Regions from separate parts of the Ovis aries genome. Here region 1 is linked to region 2. The links are chromatin contacts, called in public Hi-C maps. All regions are on one chromosome and are shown on one strand. Each heading gives the region's core, a stretch centred on a gene start, on an enhancer-like site or on the middle of the called end of the contact. The rest is flanking DNA. Distances are from core to core; before and after follow the strand shown.

Region 1 (4,345 bases), core at 1,364-3,863, 170 kb after region 2:
GGAGAAGGAAATGGCAACCCACTGTAGTATTCTTGGCTGGAGAATTCCATGGACAGAGGAGCCTGGCGGGCTACAGTCCATGGGGTCACAGAGAGTCAAACATGACTGAGCAGCTAACACTTTCATTTTCATATCTAGTCTTTTTCTCAGATTCTTTTCCCATATAGGTGATTCTGTAACAAATGGCAGTTTTGTCTTTAAACGCAATTAGCTACTTAATTTCCTTTGCAGTGCAAAAACGGAAGATTCAGCAGTTGGCTTTTCCGAGTTATTGTTCCCACTGAATCTCAGTGATCATGAGGTCTGCTGTCTTCATTGCAAACTGGAGTCAGTCATGGCTGTCCGGGTCTAGTCCCCCACCTCGCCTGTGTCTCAGGCCTTCAGCGAGCTCCTGCCTTGTCCCCAGCTCCCCAGTGCATGTGAGGGCACCCCAGGGGTAGGCAAAGGGGGCTGGGAGCTTTTCAGAAGAGGCTCCCGTTAGCCCCAGCCAGGCTGACCCCACGAGGCTGCTGCCAGATCCCCTCTTTACAGGCACAGAGGCCGGGCCCAGCCAAGTCCCCATGGCTAGTTGCTGATGAGGCCGATTGCAGTGGGTCTGATTCTCCCCAGAACCCCTACCTCAGCCAGGGGGGTCATGAAGGATGCTTCCCCTTCCATCACTGGGGTCACAGAGCCAGGGAGTGACCAGGCCAGACTGGCGCTGCTGGTCTGTGCTCTGAGTCCCGTCCCCCCAACCACCTCGCAGGACCCAGATCCGTGTGTTCCCCAAACAGGTTTACCCTGAAGCCCTGTGTCCCCTCGGGGTCGATCTCATCCTGGCTGAACTGTGAATTAGTGGAGTGGAGGCCTTGGCAAGCTAACGAGAAAGAAGCTCCTGCATCCCGCCCTCACAGGACCATGAGCATCTCACTCGGGACCTTAGCCCGCTCCCCGGCATCCCTCAGCCCAGGCCTGCTGCACCAAAGGCTGAGATGGAAGACTCTCACTTGTTTCCAGAATGAGCCCGGCCCTGCCCCGTTGCTGACTGCAGGGGTGGTGGGCACAGGGCAAGACGCCCCTTCTGGAGCTGTTGGCTTTAGAGGCTGGCAGTTCCAACAGCACCTTCCTTTGTGCGTTGGTTGGTTACACTCTCCTCTCGAGCTCGTCATGCTCCCCGGGTGAGACTGTGGGTGTGTATGGTGGCTTCCTTGGCTTTCTGCCTTGGGGCCTGTTTAATCTGGTCAGCAGGCCCTGGTGACTTTGACGAGATAACTGGATGGCGCTGTGTCGGGGTGGAGCTGACAGTACAGGATCTGAGGTCCTGTCCTGGCAGCCTGTAACCCTTGTGTCTGTCTGTGTCACAGGCTGCAGCCTGCCTGCCCCACCCCCAGCTGTTCCCTGGCTCTGGGGATCTGAAAGCTGGGGACGTGGCCATATGACCAAGCACATCTTAGATTTTAATACTCGGTCTATATTTAGACCTCTGGGGGCATGGCCTTGGAGCAAAGGGAAATGAAGAAAGAGTTTAAAGGAAAGTGCAGTAGGACTGAAAAGAAGATTTAAAAGCTGCTGCTATAGCTGATTTGGGCAGGAAGACCCTTGGAGAGAGATAGGAAACACTTCAACCTAATTTAAACTTCCTAGAGAAGATAATATTCGTTGTAATCACAGATAAGTTCACTTAGAAACTTAGGAAAGAAGGAAAATTAGGAACATGCTGATTTGGGTATTTGTATGTCTGCAGTGCTGTGGAAGATTTATATATTTATAATTTGCATATTTATGATTATATGTACTTATATGTAATTAGCATATATATCAGTTGTATGAATTCTTTTTCTAGGTTTGTTTTTCTTTTGTATTAATGTATTTGTTCTTACAGAGTTTTTACCTATACACCAGAGACATGTTTTCTTTGTTAAAATTCCATTTTGTTTTCATAAACTCAGTCATGTTATCTGTATTTGAATATTTAATTGGTTTTGGAGAAGTAGAACTGTCATTCAGTGAAACGTCAGTTCCAGAAAAGACATGGATTGGGTTTCATTTAAGATGAATGTGAGTTATAAGCAGGCTCCTGAGTCCTGATCCGCCCCCACCAGGTTGAACGGCTGGTGGAGAGGTGGTGGGAACAGTGTCCCTGCCCCACTGACAGCTCAGTCCCTGGGGTGGTCCTGTCTGCCCTCTGGCTCTGAGACTCTAAGCCTGCTGTGGACAGTCCTCAGGGGAACACACCCTCCCTGTGGACTTCATATTAGCAACTCACCGTCTCCTGTGAGACTCCTCGCAGTGGAGAGAAATGTTCAAATTCTGCACTTAATCAAAACTCGAGAAAAAGGACTTGGAGCGGGGAGGGAGGAGTGGAGCCAGCTCCTCAGGACCAGCTGACATTCGGGCCGCAGAAAGCTCCAGCTCCAAACTTGCAAGTGATAGCATGCCTTGCAGGGCTCAAGGTTGCTGAGAGATTTGGCAGCCAGGCCTGGGTTCAGAGAACACACGTGCTCGGGCCAAGCATCCTGCCTGGGCGTCACAACCGTGGGGAGGAGTGAGCGGGCATTTTGCTGGAGCACTGGTCTGAGCCTCGTGTTGCTGTCCTGTTGTCATCACGTCCGCCTCGGGCGGGAGCACCGAGTAGGGGAGCGATTGCATCAGGCCCAGGCAAGGCCCTGATTGGTCTGCCCCGCGTGGCTTAATTCACGAGCTAGAGGAGCGAGCCAAAGGCAGCCTTGTAGCAGCTGCCCTGCTGCCCAGAGACAGCCTGCCCACCAGGCCTCTGTCGGTGGGTCGGTGCCCAGAGTGGGGGTCCTGCCTGCCAGGGACAGTGGGAAAGGCTGGGGATACACTCCCCTTCAAGACACAGTCTTGATTTAAAATGCCATCTTGTTCCTCTGACTGCTTTTTCCATGCTGTTGAGGTAAGATTGTTTTAAGCGTCTCATGTTTCCTCTCAAGGCTACACCCCTGCTGATTTTGCAGCTGGGACAGAGAAAATGTGTGCTCCTCTGAATTTTTGCTTGGCCGTTCCCCTGTCTGGGAGCTGCCATAGGCCATGGCTTTGAACAGCTCTGGGGAAACAAAGCTGGCTTGGAATTTTGTAGGGGGAGGGCCGAAGAGTTTGGGGACTGCCCTTTTCAGTTGTTTGAGTTTCGGCGTGTTCATGTTCCTTTTCTCATCTTCTTCCTGAGCTACAGTGAGCATGAGGTGGGTAGGGAATGACGGGAGGAGGCAGTGGGTGCTGCCTGCGGCACTGGGGACCCTTGAAAGGGAGAGCAGCTGGAGTCACCCAGACTTAGGGATTCCTGCGGGGCGTCTGTTGCTTTCAGTCGGTTCAGCTGTAAACTGTCCCACCCCAAGACCACCAGCAGCATTAAAAGGAAATCTGGGACTTCCTGAGACAGACCGTGGAAAAGCAGCTCGTACACTGGTTTGGCCATATGTCCGGAGGTCTCTTGGGTGTTTTCAGAGCCTGTGTTAGAATCCTATCTGTCCTGTGCATCCACAGGGGATGAGAGGGGAGTGTTGATGGGTGCAGCCTGCGGTCACCTGCTGCTTGGAAAACCAAAAATACATGTTGGAGTGCTGTCATCTATAATTTCCCCTAGTGTGCTGTATCAGTGTTTATTTCTGAAGACCCGAAGTTGTTCATCTGAAGGTGTCATATTCTTGTGTTGCAGGATGTTAAAGTCTTCAGTGAAGACGGGACAAGCAAAGTGGTGGAGATTCTGGCAGACATGACGGCCAGGGACCTGTGCCAGCTGCTGGTTTACAGAAGTCACTGTGTGGACGACAACAGCTGGGCGCTGGTGGAGCACCACCCACACCTGGGATTAGGTGGGGAGCCGGTCTGGGTAGGGGCAGCTGTGGGAGGGGGCAGCTCCAGGTGGGAGAGCAGCTTCAGAAGAGGGGGCAGCTCCAGGAGGGGGAGCAGGTCTGGGAGGGGGCAGCTCCAGGTGAGGGAGCAGCTCCAGGAGGGGGGCAGGTCTGGGTAGGGGCAGCTCTTGGCAGGGGGCAGCTCCAGGAGTGGGAGCAGATCTGGGAGGGGGCAGCTCCAGGTGGGGGAGCAGCTCCAGGAGGGGGCCAGGTCTGGGTAGGGGCAGCTCTGGGCAAGGGGCAGCTCTGGGCGGGGGCAGCTCCAGGAGGGGGAGCAGCTCTCAGTGGGGGCAGCTCCAGGAGGGGGAGCAGGTCTGGGCGGGGGGCAGCTTCAGGTGGAGGGGGGGCAGCACCAGGTGTGGGAGCAGCTCTGGGTGGTGAGCAGCTCCAGGATGGGGAGCAGCTCTGAGTGGGGGCAGCTTCAGGAGGGGGAGCAGCTCTGGGCAGGGGCAGCTTCAGGAGGGGTAGCAGCTCCAGGTTGGGGAGCAGCTCCAGAA
Region 2 (4,319 bases), core at 1,430-3,929:
TGGGGAATGAGGGCTTGTCCGAGGAATTCTGGGGATCGATGTCACCATGCAAACACTTGAGGACATTTATTTTCATCCCTTCTCAGTGAAGAGTAGTGTTTGAAAACCCATACATTTTCAGACAGCTAAATATGACACTTGAGTCTTGAGTGGATCTTTTAAGGGAGGGGAAAGAAATACCATAAGGAACACTGTCAGGCCAACTAGCAAAATTGGAATCTGGACCAAGAATAGATGCACATAGTTTATCATTATTAAGCTATAATTTTGTAATTGTACTGTGATTATGATAGATAATATCCCTACTCATAGGAAGGACTTATCATGATATACATGAGTTTGTTCACTAAGTCACGCTTGATTCCTTGTGACACCATGGACTGTACCCCACCAGGCTCCTCTGTCCATGGAATTTTCTATACAAGAATACTGGAGTGGGTAGCCATTCCGTTCTCCAGAGGATCTTCCCAAGCCAGAGATCAACCCCCCGTCTCCTGCATTAGAAGCATTCTTTACCATTGACAAGCCCATATGTAGGGGTAAGGGGCTTTAGTGTATGGAATTTACTTAGAAATAATCCAGGAAACTATGTCTACATATAAGGTGGTTTTCAAACACCTATAAAAGCCCTTTGTCTATCAGGCTTTCTGGCTGGTTCAGTCTCCTTGCTGACTGGAACCTTTGACAAAACTCTTAAGAGTCAAACTTACATGGCTCTCCAGAACTGGCCCATGACTTTTCCCCCTTTAACTTGCTCTGGATCCTTTGTCTATTACAGGAATCTTTGTGTCCAGTTAAGTTCTTCCAGGAACTAAGTTCCTTTGCATTACTCTCTAGATGTTTCATCTTAGGGTTTTCTGAACCTGGACCAATGGGGAGATATTTTCAGGATGCTTATTTCAGTTTCAAGAAAGGATGAATTCTCCTGGATAAATCAGGCCAAAGGTGGGAAACACAAAAGTTATAAAAAGTGCCCTAAAGGGTTGTGGCAGAATCCTTATTCTGCACTTAGGAGCTACTTCAGTTCAGTTCAGTTTAGTTGCTCAGGCGTGTCCGACTCTTTGCCACCCCATAGACTGAAGCACACCAGGCTTCCTTGTCCATCACCAACTCCCAGAGCTTACTCAAACTCATGTCCATTGAGTCAGTGATGCCATCCAACCATCTTATCCTCTGTCCTCCCCTTCTTCTCCTGCCTTCAATCTTTCCCAGCATCAGGGTCTTTTCAAATGAGTCAGTTCTTTGTATCAGGTGGCCCAAGTATTGGAGTTTCAGCTTCAGCACTAGTCCTTCCATTGAATATTCAGGACTGATTTCCTTTAGGATGGACTGGTTGGATCTCCCTGCAGTCGAAGGGACTCTCAAGAATTCTCCAACACCACAGTTCAAGGCATCAATTCTCCAGCGCTCAACTTTCTTTATAGTTCAAATCTCACATCCATACATGACTACTGGAAAAAACCAAGCTTTGACTAGACGGACCTTTGTTGGCAAAGTAATGTCTCTGACCTTCGGCAAATTATCTAACCTCTGGGCGACTGGGTTTCCTCGCCTGTGCAGTGGGCATCTCCTAGTAACAAGCTCAGAGGGTGAAAGCAGAGGATTAATGAAATGTTTGGCACAAAACGCACGCTCAATGAAGGTAAGTTATTACTGCAGCTGTTTTTATAATATCAAATCCCAGAAAAAGACATAATTATTGTTATTATCCTATTTGTATTATAATTTTGATTCGATAGAAATATTAATAATCATGTTAATTACAACGGTGTCGATGAACGTAGGGGTTCCTTCTTACCTTTCGCTTTATGTTACAAGTTAACATCTCATTTAACCCTCAGGACATTACTCGTAGGCGGGCTTATTAGCCTATTGCAAAGCTAAGGACGTTGAGGCCCGTTGGTATACAGAAAATAAACAGGGCCTCCCACTCCACGCGCGCTCCGGGGCGGGTACGCAGATAGGGAAACTGTGGCTACGAGGGGTCAAGGCTCCAGACTCCGCCAGCGGCGGGCGGACGCTGAAGCCCAGGTTCCCCGGTCCCACGCGGAACCGCCGCCCAAGGCACAGCCAGTGCAGCAGCCGCTCCTCAGGCTTCTCCGTCCAGTCTTCCCGCTGCGCCCGGGACGGGGAATGGGGCCGCACAGTTTCAACTTGAGTTTCAAAGAATTCGCTTGCAAATTGCCTTCCAGGAGAGGTCTGATGTGTGTTTCGAGGGCGCTCCAGGCTGGGTGGTCGCGGTTCTACGTCCGCGAGTCCCAAGAGCGGGACCAGGGGTCCGGGCGCCCACGCCCAGCTGCCGGCTTCCAGTCCCCCGTGCCAGCCCCCGGCAGCAGCGACCTGCGGGAGCGCCCGGCCCCGCGCCCGGCGCCGCACCCCGCCGGCTCCCCGAGCTCCCTCCGCGACCCGCCCTGCGCCCAGGCCGCGGCCCTGCCCGCGCTGGCGGCCCCGAGCGGTCCGGGCTGCGGTGGCAGCAGCGGCGGCGGCGGGAGGAGGAGCAGGAAAAGCGACCGGGGGAGGAGGCGGAGGCGGCGGAGGCGGAGGCGGCGGCGGCGGCGGCGGCGGCGGGCGGGGCCGGGCGGGTTTAAAGCCCATCGAGGGGGTGGGGAGGCCGGGAGGCGGCAGGAAGGAGCGCGAGCGGCGCGCCGCGGCGGGCGGGCGCTCGGAAGCCGCGGAGCCAAAGTTTGCGCGCGGTCCCCGGGCGGCGGCACGCGGGGGTCGGGACCGCCCTGCGCGCCGCCCTTGCCCCGCGGGACCCGCGCCGCCCCGGCCGCGCCGAGGGGCGCGGGCGGCCAGGCGGAGGCGGCAGCGAACGGCGCCGTGGCAGGTAGGGAGTTGGGCGGCGAGCGAGGCGCCAAGTTACTTTGTGGCCGGCGGGCGGGCGGGCTGCAGTCCCGGCGTCATTGTCTGCGCGCGGGCCGCCCGGGCCGGGGACGCCGGGCGCCGCGGGGGCGCGGCGGGCGGAAGGGCGTCGCCTCGGGCCGGGGGCTGCGGCGCGCGAGGGCGGGGACCGGGCGCGGCGCTCGGCGTCGGCGACCCCGCGGAGCCGGGGAGCCCGGGCGGCGCCCTCTGGAGCCCTCCTGTCCGACGCCGGCGGCTCACTGGCCGGGCCGGGGTGGGGGCTGCGCCGCCGGGCGGTCGGGGCCAAGGCCGCGCTCCCGGATCGCCTGGAGGGTGGGCGCCGCGCGCCCCTGCAGCCCCCGGTGCGCCCGTGCTCGCGCGGTGGGGCCGGACCCTCAGGAGCTGGAGCGAGCCAGATCCTGGGATCTTTCCCTTTGGTTCTGCTGGCGACCCGTTTCCCCTCCCCCGGGGCCTAACCCCAAGTCGAGGGTTCGCGGGTTAGCGGCCCGCCAGCCGGGGAAATGTGATAAGAGCTGTGCGGTTCTCCGAAGGCGATTCTGATGCAACTCTCGGCCTCCGGATCGCCTCTCCCCGCGCCTGCCTGAGGACGGCCCTGGAGCATGTGCGTTATGGAAATGAGACATTCTCTACTTTTTATTGTGTTTTTCTTGTCTTGGGGTTGGAAGACACGCCAAGTTTCTGTCATTTGCCTCGGTGAGACGGTGGGTCACGTAGGGAAGCCACAGGTGACTTTGCCCGGGCCCGGATCTTTCTGATGCATTCGTTGGAGAGAAAGCTTTCTTGCAAATGTTGTCCCCAGCTTCATTCAAGAGATGCGGAGAAAAGACCCAAACAAGTAGCGCTAGTGAGTAAACACGCGTTGTTGCACAACTTGCTCTTTGCTGCTGTTTACAAGGCCTAACCCAGAACACTTTGTTTCTGGAAATGCTGATTCAGCGGTTCGGAGCCCCCGAGTTTCCAAAGTGGTGCTTTCTCTAACGTTTCGCTCAGTTTTACTAAGAACACATGTTAACACAGCAACAGGCGTTGACTAGGGTTTACAGCACCAAGTCGGACGTTTTTCATGAGTTGACTCGCTGATTCCTTCGTTCTTTCCAGGAGGAAAAATAGATAGGTTCTAGGTTTCTGTGGCAAAAGAAGTTCTGACTTCTGGCGATGGTGGTGTCTTTTAGGTTAAGTATTTTGTTAGGAAAAAAGCTCTGAAACCGAAGTGTTTCCAGGAATGATTCTAGATGACTAGGTTTTCCGGTTAAGAATCAGAATTCTAGGATTATTGCATATAATATTTGAGTTTTACTGGAAACATTTGAAAGAGATGGCCACACAGGCCAACCCCCAGGTCTCGGGGAGGGAATTTGAGGACAGTCACACACCCAGCAACTGAGAAGTAACTGAGAAGTGCAGCAAGGGATACTTGTGTGGCATTTCACTGTCTATGGCACACGTTCAAAGCCTGA

What was found. Hi-C and Micro-C count contacts between places; a contact is called where the count stands out from the background.
Region 1: a Hi-C map of tail adipose tissue shows a contact between it and region 2, with 2.8 times the contacts expected there. The contact joins the enhancer-like site here to the promoter of GRB10 in region 2. A contact is called at or near these places in 5 of 16 Hi-C or Micro-C datasets (liver, muscle, skin fibroblasts and 1 more).

The regions. Positions count from the first base shown.
Region 1 is chr4:6,081,183-6,085,527 of ARS-UI_Ramb_v3.0, forward strand. It overlaps GRB10 (growth factor receptor bound protein 10), which reads left to right. Exons shown (of 16, transcript XM_060414420.1): 5 at 3,653-3,809. Among named protein-coding and RNA genes, the nearest start is that of DDC, 48 kb to the right of the region's middle. Within about 2 kb of position 2,614, at least 11 of the 54 cell types and tissues checked have an H3K27ac peak or open chromatin away from gene starts, as enhancers often do. A contact at or near this core is called in tail adipose tissue, where this site is marked.
Region 2 is chr4:5,909,414-5,913,732 of ARS-UI_Ramb_v3.0, forward strand. It overlaps GRB10 (growth factor receptor bound protein 10), which reads left to right and starts at 2,680. Exons shown (of 16, transcript XM_060414420.1): 1 at 2,680-2,827.